3 separate regions of the Mus musculus genome follow, and all the other regions are linked to region 3. Evidence: chromatin contacts called from public Hi-C and HiChIP or PLAC-seq data. All regions are on one chromosome and are shown on one strand. The core of a region is the stretch at or near the end of the contact, and the rest is flanking DNA. Distances in the headings are between cores, read along the strand shown. Region 1 overlaps Tnrc6a (trinucleotide repeat containing 6a). Region 2 has its middle 51 kb from the start of Gm39084. Region 3 holds the start of Aqp8 (aquaporin 8).

The links. A called contact is a pair of places that touch in the nucleus more often than the background predicts. HiChIP or PLAC-seq counts read pairs in DNA pulled down with a chosen protein or histone mark.
Region 1: a Hi-C map of liver shows a contact between it and region 3, with 2.3 times the contacts expected there. The contact joins the enhancer-like site here to the promoter of Aqp8 in region 3. A contact is called at or near these places in 9 of 39 promoter capture datasets (the C10 cell line, the HPC-7 cell line, HPC-7-derived erythroid cells and 6 more), 2 of 15 datasets of contacts at CTCF or cohesin (the NIH/3T3 cell line and embryonic stem cells), 15 of 484 Hi-C or Micro-C datasets (the P5424 cell line, bone marrow-derived macrophages, cortical neurons and 7 more), 4 of 115 datasets of contacts at active chromatin or transcription factors (embryonic stem cells, extraembryonic endoderm stem cells, fetal liver and 1 more) and 4 of 9 other capture datasets (adipose tissue, embryonic stem cells, liver and 1 more).
Region 2: a contact with region 3 is called in an H3K27ac HiChIP or PLAC-seq map of trophoblast stem cells, with 4 times the contacts expected there. The contact joins the enhancer-like site here to the promoter of Aqp8 in region 3. A contact is called at or near these places in 7 of 39 promoter capture datasets (the C10 cell line, the HPC-7 cell line, HPC-7-derived erythroid cells and 3 more), 4 of 15 datasets of contacts at CTCF or cohesin (embryonic stem cells, large pre-B cells and pro-B cells), 40 of 484 Hi-C or Micro-C datasets (the 63-12 cell line, B cells, DN3 thymocytes and 13 more), 6 of 115 datasets of contacts at active chromatin or transcription factors (embryonic stem cells, pancreatic cancer cells, stem cell-derived neural progenitor cells and 1 more) and 5 of 9 other capture datasets (adipose tissue, embryonic stem cells, liver and 2 more).

The regions. Positions count from the first base shown.
Region 1 is chr7:123,186,110-123,188,809 of GRCm38.p6, reverse strand. It overlaps Tnrc6a (trinucleotide repeat containing 6a), which reads right to left. Exons shown (of 24, transcript NM_144925.3): 18 at 2,089-2,247; 19 at 1,317-1,457; 20 at 1-22. Among named protein-coding and RNA genes, the nearest start is that of Slc5a11, 27 kb to the left of the region's middle. Within about 2 kb of position 1,384, at least 14 of the 459 cell types and tissues checked have an H3K27ac peak or open chromatin away from gene starts, as enhancers often do. A contact at or near this core is called in liver, where this site is marked.
Region 2 is chr7:123,045,462-123,048,161 of GRCm38.p6, reverse strand. It overlaps a transcript of Tnrc6a not described here. Among named protein-coding and RNA genes, the nearest start is that of Gm39084, 51 kb to the left of the region's middle. Within about 2 kb of position 1,366, at least 76 of the 459 cell types and tissues checked have an H3K27ac peak or open chromatin away from gene starts, as enhancers often do. A contact at or near this core is called in the HL-1 cell line, pancreatic cancer cells, pancreatic islet and 2 more, where this site is marked.
Region 3 is chr7:123,460,903-123,463,602 of GRCm38.p6, reverse strand. It overlaps Aqp8 (aquaporin 8), which reads right to left and starts at 1,309. Exons shown (of 6, transcript NM_001109045.1): 1 at 1,145-1,309; 2 at 785-1,029. The coding sequence starts at 1,156.

The sequences.
Region 1 (2,700 bases), core at 135-2,634, 270 kb after region 3:
GTGTTCAAGGATGAGGATGACCCTGCAGAAGAGAGTCAATGAGCAGAGCAGGGCATGGGGTTTAGGAAGCTGCAGGGCCACAGCATCCTCAAGATAGGAGTTGAAAGCATCTGAATTAAAGATAGGGCCCAAGATAGCAGCTTCCTTTCTGCTGACTGGTTCTGCCCTGGCTCAGAATAGGCATTTCCTTCTTGATCCCCTAGAGTGTGCAGTGGCTAGATGAGCCAGGCTCTCCTTGCAGCACTAAAGAGGCTGCTTTTGCTCTAGCTCTTCACTCTGAACAGCAATGACTATGTACTGGCAAGACAGGTCATCAAGGCAGCCCGTCACAGGCAGTACCCAAGAGCCTTCAGCCTTCTCCATATTTGGGCTCTGTAGTTAACATATTCTCTTTAGTCTTGGCCTAGCCCTGACCCTCACCTGGGCACCAGGACAGTCCCTACTGTCCATTCTGCACTCCATTTAGATGCATTGACCCTTCCACTAGAAACTTGTGGTCATAGCTTTCTTTTTAAAATGTTAGCCACTGCCAGTTGTATACTTCATTTACACTTGGAATGTTGACCGGCTTCCCCAGGACAAACAGCCTGCCTGCCTGCCTGCCTGGGATTTCAAGGTTCTCACTGTGAAACGTATGTACTTTCTAAAGGGTTGTCAGGTGAAATAACCCTATGACTACCATGGGGCTGTTTTTTACCATAGGCATATGTGAATATTTTTTCCATTGTTTTGTCCTAGAAGAAAGATTAATAAAAAGTTACTGAAACACTAAAATAATTGATTTTTTTGTATGTGTGTGTAAAATATATTCTCCTTTCTATCCCTTTTAGTAATTTACAAAGAATGTAAAAGGGCTAACAGTCTTTACTGATACACAGCTTATTAAGGTAGCAAGTGTTTGTCATATCATAATGCTAAGTGAAGAATCGTGTCATTCTGAAATGGCAGAATCTACCAAAGAGCTACGTAGAGGCCATGAAAGCCAATTCAGCAGAAGATAGTAAGGCACAGGCCAGGCTGAAAAGGAGCTATAGAAAAGTTAGTTGTTTATAGAAACTGGTTCTTTATGGAAAGAATGTTCTGAAAGTCAAAACATTAGATTTTATATTAAAAAAAGAGCTACGACCACAAGTTTCTAATGGAAGGGTCAGTGCATCTAAATGGAGTGCAGAATGGATTGAAGGGGCTGTCCTGTGCCCCTTCACCTGTGAGGTGAAGGTCACCTGCCCAGGTGAGGGTCAGGGCCAGGCCATCCTGACCTGTTATCATCCCACACTGCTGCACAGCATTCTCACACCAGCCCATGCCCCACGTACCACTGTTCCTGTCCCTGAGGTGGTCAACTTCCCGCACAGTATTAATTGAAAGACTGTTTATGACACTGCCAGGAGTGACGTAAGGGTCAGTTTCAGGGTCAATGTTTGGATAACCTTTCCATGGTTCACCAGGGCGAAATTCTGCAAATACAAATTCAAAATCAGTGCACAGCTTTAAAATCCAAATTAAATAGCCACACATTCATCTCTAAACTCTGTGTGACAACACCCTAAAAGGCCAGGCTGGTAACAACATAGTAAGTATTACACACTCCTAATCCATTACTAACTTGCTTATTTACACAACTGAAATAATTGCTCTGAGTTTACATCTTTTCAGCACTGCAGCAACTCAAGCAGGCCAGAGATGCAGCTCTGGTGACCCTCAGTGTCAAATGAGTCCTTGACACAGTCTCTCCTCTGACACAGTCTCTCCTCTGACACAGTCTCTCCTCTGACACAGTCTCTCCTCTGACACAGTCTCTCCTCTGACAGACACAGTCTCTCCTCTGACAGACACAGTCTCTCCTCTGACAGACACAGTCTCTCCTCTGACAGACACAGTCTCTCCTCTGACACAGTCTCTCCAAGAGACTCTTCACACCAGTGGTGAGTTCATCCACCATCACTGTGTGGAACAGAAAACTGGAGCATGCAGCCAATGCCCCAAGTTCAAGCTCGCCTCTCCACTGCATCACATCAGCGCTTCTGATCACAGAACCCTGTTAAGCTATGGCTGAGACCAGACATGGAGAGGCTGTAAGCATCTTACCTGGTGGCCAGTTAACACTGCTAGAGCCGTTAGGCGATTTGGCACGTGGCCAGCCATCTCCTATTGAACCTGGAGGACTGGCTGGTGAAGTACTGCTATTCATAAAGTCATAGGGAACAAATGGAGACTCTTCCAGCCTAAAACCACTTGAAATAGCACCTAAAAAGAACAATGTGATGGTGAAATAAATGTGAGCCAGCTACAACATCAGCCTCTTCTACAGCAAAGCTTCCCATCAGGGAAATGGACGCCAACCTGCCCAGTACACTCTATGAAGATGCAAGAGAAAAAGCAGTACTCTGCTCCCTGACAGACAGACAGACAGCAAGGATTCTGACACACCACATGAAGACGGGGTGGAAAGAACCAGTGATTCGGGGATTCCTGTTGCTTCTTTTCTCTGTGCCTCTCTGCTTATAACTTCATTCTGATGAAGACAGACCCTTTGCTCAAGTGCCAGATCTCTATCTCTGCTAATTGTTCTCTGTGTGCGAGTGCGAGATTCATACAAGGAAGGCAGAGAGAGTCATTTCCTGGGGCCGTGAGTTGTCCAACACTGGTGCTGGAAAGTAAACTGAGGGCCACTATCGAGTGGAGAGCTGGCATTAACCA
Region 2 (2,700 bases), core at 117-2,616, 420 kb after region 3:
ACGATAAGAAAACAAATCTCAAATCATTTTATATATAGGGCTGTGGAGATAGCCAGTGGCTAAGAATGATCACTGTACTTTTTGCCTTGATACCTAGTCCATTTCAGGCAGCTTGCCCACTGCTTGTAACTGATGGCCTCATATGGTTTCCGCAGGTACCTGCATACATGTGGTGCACACACGTGCACATAAAAATAAAATACATTTTAAAATCTTTAAAATTTTTTTATTTAGGCCTTGGGAGGTGGTTCATTGGGTAAAGTGCTTGCTGAGCATGTATGAGGGGTGGGATGTGGCTCTACAACACCTATGTAATGTCAGGTGCATATGGTAACCTTTGCATAGTCCTACCATCTGGCAGGCAGAGACAGAGGTTCCTCAGAGCAAGCCAGCTAGCTAGACTAGCCAATCAGTGAGCTTTGGGATTGAGAGACTTTGTCTCAGTATGTAAGGTGGTGAATAAGGAAGTGAACGAGGAAGACACCAGATGCTAGCCTCTGGCCTCTGTACACATGCACACACATGTGCGTGCACATCCCCCCACATGTGCACCTGAATGCATGTGAATGCATATGTGTGTGTGTGTTGTGTGTGTATGTGTACATCTGTTTCTACCTACCTTTGTCTTTATCTCTGTGCCTATGTCTGGGCTAATGACAGATCCCATTTTTTTCTATTAAATTAGAATGTATTAACAACTATTTGCTTTTAAATAAGGCAGCAAATGTTTGATGACCCCAACAGTTGGTTCCACACTGACCAAGAAATAATGGTGAGGTTCCATGGAAGACTTAGCTTTTCATTAGCAGCTAAGGACACACCTCACTCCAAAGCTGAAAGGTTAGATGTTTTAACTAGGCAGGTGGCTAGCTGCAAATAAGTTTCTAGTTAATTTTGTTTGGGTTCATCACTGGAAAGACCTTCTTCACATTTCCTGGTATTTTGTACAGCTCTTAAGTACATGCCCTAATACATTAAATAATGTGTCTTTTCTTTACCAAAGAACAAAGAAGCTGAGTGTTTGGAAAGTGTTCACCCGGCTGCCAAAGCCTCCTCCTGCAATGAGTTCAATTTCCTGGTGTCTTATCCTCAGTACTGAATGTCCTATTATGCCAGTCTGTCCCTCCAAGCCGCTGACCACAGCGTGTTGACACACCACTTGAAATCAGAGATAACATTTCTTCCCACCTCTGACAAAGACAAGGGCCAGGCCTGTGATTTCTTTGGCATTGTTAATGCTATACAGAAATTGTAACACCTCTTTCCTTTCGATTATTCTTATGAGTATTGTCCCCACTGGACAGCTAATGTGCGTTGGTGTTGAAAAAGCATGAGTCACACCACCGGGTGCTTCACAGGATACTTGGAAAAGGAACACCCTCTGGGGAGGAGGCAGTGCTAACAATCTTCACCATCGTCAATGCCTGCTTCAAATCAGGCTGCGGACTGTTAACCGAAACCATCTCTAGCAAGCAAAGCACCAGGCAGCTCAGCACTCAGACGTGTCTGTTTCTGAGTAGTGGAGTGAGATCGGGGGATCCGTGTATTTCTGCCCTTTGTTTTTAACACCTATCCACTCCCTGAGCTACCGGTCATGTGGCCTGCTGAGGCCCAGTGAGATGCCAGCAAATTCAGCCATCCAGAGATGCTGTGTGTTGTATATGTATGGTGCGAGCATTTGAGTGTGCATGCCCTTGTGTCTGCATTTGGAGGCCAAAGCAGGGTGTTGGAAGGTCTGTGTGTTCTATTGCTCTGGGTGGTATTGCCTTGAAACAGAATCTCACTGAGCCAGATTGCCATTAGGCCACAGTGGCTTGCCAACAAGTTCTCGGGCTCCCCCCCCCCCCCCCCGACTCTGCCTCTCAGTTCTGAAGTTACAGACACATTCAGCCGTAGCTGGCTTTTTTTTTTTTTTTTTTTTTTTTTTTAAGATTTACCTATTTATTATATGTAAGTACACTGTAGCTGTCTTCAGACACTCCAGAAGAGGGAGTCAGATCTTGTTACAGATGGCTGTGAGCCACCATGTGGTTGCTGGGATTTGAACTCTGGACCTTCGGAAGAACAGTCGGGTGCTCTTACCCACTGAGCCATCTCACCAGCCCCGTAGCTGGCTTTTTAACATGGGTGCTGGGATTCAAAGTCATGCCCTCATGCTTGCAGAGTAAGTGCTCTTGCCCTCCCAGGCATCTCCCCAACCCACCATGCAGAGATTTGAAAAGTGCTTGCATGTCTGTGCCCCTATGCTTTAACAAATGAAGATGTTTCAGCACATGGCCAACATGTGGATTGGAGTTGAACTGTTCAGTTGTCTTAACCAACTCTGCCCCAAAGTGAACTCGGCTAAAACCACATGACCTTTGGGTTTGCAGAGGGCTTTGTGTTAATGAAGGCCCCATGCTTGGTTCAATGCTCTCTGGCCCTCGTCTGGAAAGTCTTAATACTTTTTAGTAAGAGGACCCCATTTTCCCTGTGTGCACTGGGAAACGTGTAAAGCACGTTGCCGGTCCTCCTACATCTGAGCTCTGACTCCTGAGTGAGTCTTGGGATGTCCATCCTTGCCATTCTTCAGACACCAACAAGCACATCCTTGTTCCTTCAGCGGGTTGTGTTGCTTTGCAACACTGTCAAGATATGTAAACTAAATTGACTGTCCTCCCTCAGAAGCCTCTCAATACGCTTCTTCTTCAATATATTTAT
Region 3 (2,700 bases), core at 60-2,559:
AAAGAGATAATAAACTGTCCATTGTTTCTTCCCAGAGGGCAGTAACTCAATGTCCTCACTCAGATCTGATTTCGAGTGAGATAGAGAACAGCCCTATCCCAGTCCCCCTGTCAGATGACCCAATCGGAATGTCTACCATTACAGCTGGCTCTTCTGGGAAACAGCCCACCTCCCATCAACCCATTCTACTGGGCTCCTACCCAGATAAAAAACCAAGGGATGGTCATTTTTCTGCCTCTAAAAAACAAAACAAAACAAAACACTCTTGTCAGGTTGAAGCCCCTGCACTTTCTGTGCATCGCAGTGGACAAAAACCCGGCGCTTTGCTTTTTCCAATTCACTCCCAAAGAGTAGCAGCAACAGTAGTGAATACTGAGCACCCCACGATCCCATCTCCCCAAGACAATCCCTCGGCTTTGGACACTAAGCCAGACAGCTTGAATTTGACTCCTGGCTCCACCACCTGGTAGCAAATACCTCATCTCAGTGATGTGGACTTTTCTCTTTTGCAAATATAAAACGGGAAATAACAGAACCTATTTCTTAAGTTTGTCACTAGAATCAAATATCTGAATCATGCTCAGTATAGAGCAGAGGCAATAGCTAGCAATGGGTATATGTTGGCTCGAAGCTAACTTTAACATGTAGTAACAGTATGACTCCTATTTAATAGTCTTCACAGACTGCAGAGCTAGATGACCCACCCCCACGTTTGTAAGACCATAAGTGGGTGCCCAAGAATTCCCCAGATTGGCACTAAGCTAATGATGAGGTCTGGTCTCACCTGATGTTCCCCAAGGTAGCAATGATGAGCCCCAAGGCCAGCCCATGAGCCAAGGCAGGCTGCAGGAGCCCAGTATTCGGACTATTCTCAATGACCGATAGACATCCGATGAAGATGAAGAGAGCGGAGCCCACAAGTTCCACTATACATGGTTGTACGTATTGCTCATACCAGAACACACGGCATCTGCCAGCCATGCTGGTCTTCACCTTGACCTCAGGTAGGTCCATACTACACATTGGTGTCTGCCGTAGGGGGAAAAAAAGACAGGAAACATGGGTGGCAGAGGCCCCAAGACAAAAGCCCCCACCCCCAGCCTTGACCAAATCCTTAGTGCCCTTGCCCAGGCAACAGACTCACCTCCCCAGACATCTGCTCAAGAAGATCCGAGCCAGAGCTACCAGGAGCTTCGCCGGCTGCCCTAGATTGTACTCACTTATCTCTAGGTCACAGACTGGAGGTAGAGTCTAGCGGACTCTGCGCTTTTAAAGGACTGGGGACATTCACCAAAGGTGTCCAGAAAGCAATAAAGCCCGAATGGGAGGTGGCCCAGAAGAGTCAACTTTTTTTTTCTAATCTCAACAGGGCAAGGGCCACGTGGGATCAATGATTGCTGGGCTTAGTGCCAGCAACAGGAAAGGCGTGGTTAGCTTGTATCATGTGCATGAGTGCTCAGGCCTGAGGAAGGTCCCAGCAGGAGACACTGCACACTCAGTAACAGCCAGCTCCGCTACCATTGACATTCCACCATCCTCGTGGGTCTCTTTCCCACCCAGGACCTTTTCCACAAATACCCTGATCACCTGACCCAGCGAGTGTGTGAGCTGATGATGGCTGCTGGCTGCCTAAGGCAGTAGGGACAATATGGCACTGTTGTGTATGGTAAAGCTGGTGGACTTTGGAAACCTGGGGATGAGTAGGAGTAGGACCTACGGGCTTACCTACCCAAAGCCAGGGAACCACCAGTGAGATGCACCCCTCTGCTCACACTGCCTGCACTGACACCCCAGCTCAGCTTGTACAAGCCAAGAGCTAACCACGCAATTGAGTGCCACTGAGCTCGAGTCACTTTCACTGTTTCATCGGCAAATGACAGCGACTGAGCTAATGGCATGGCATCCTTACAGGGCTTCAATGAGTGAAGAAATGAAAAGGACTCAAGGTAGCTCCAGATACAGTACAAAAATGCCAGAGTCCATGAACTCAGAATATATGTGTAAGCCCCTCATGGCGTGCGAGTGGCCAGGCCCTGCCCCTGAGGATCTCCAACTGCTATAATCACCACTCAGGTGGCCCAGCTCCGCCCTACAGAGTAAAAAGCCCAAGATCAGGATTTGAAGTCCCACTAATCCCCACCCTGGAAAGTTCTACCCTGGAAAGTTCTGTTCCCCTACCCCTAAGCCCAAAATAAAGCCTGTCTTCTGCTCAGTTCTCTGCCGCTTCTTGTCTGAGCAGAGGTAGCCACCCTCCTGGGTTTTTCCCTTCTAATAAATCTCTTGTATGAAATTTGTCATGCAGAATGGCTTTGTGGTATCCCTTGGCTCCCAACTGCCAGGAAACCTTTCCCTTCAAAGCTATAAAACTTACAGCGGGGGGGGGGGGACACCCCATGAGCTATACCAGTTCCCCTTCCCCACAGACCTGTAATACCCATATAGACACCCACGGGCAAGAGTTCATATGTATTAACGTCCACCAACCTTAGAATGCACACTCGGATGTTACAGTGCCAGCAGCTGGCTAAGAGCCTTGCATACATTGCCTCAGGTTCACCTGGAGAACACTCCATGAGGAGGGTCCAATCTTTACAGCATGCCGCAGAAGAAAAAGCACTTTTTCACGATGACAAAGCCTAAGATCATAATAACAGTGAAATGTCACAAAAGGACAATGTAAATCAAGTTATATAAGGGACC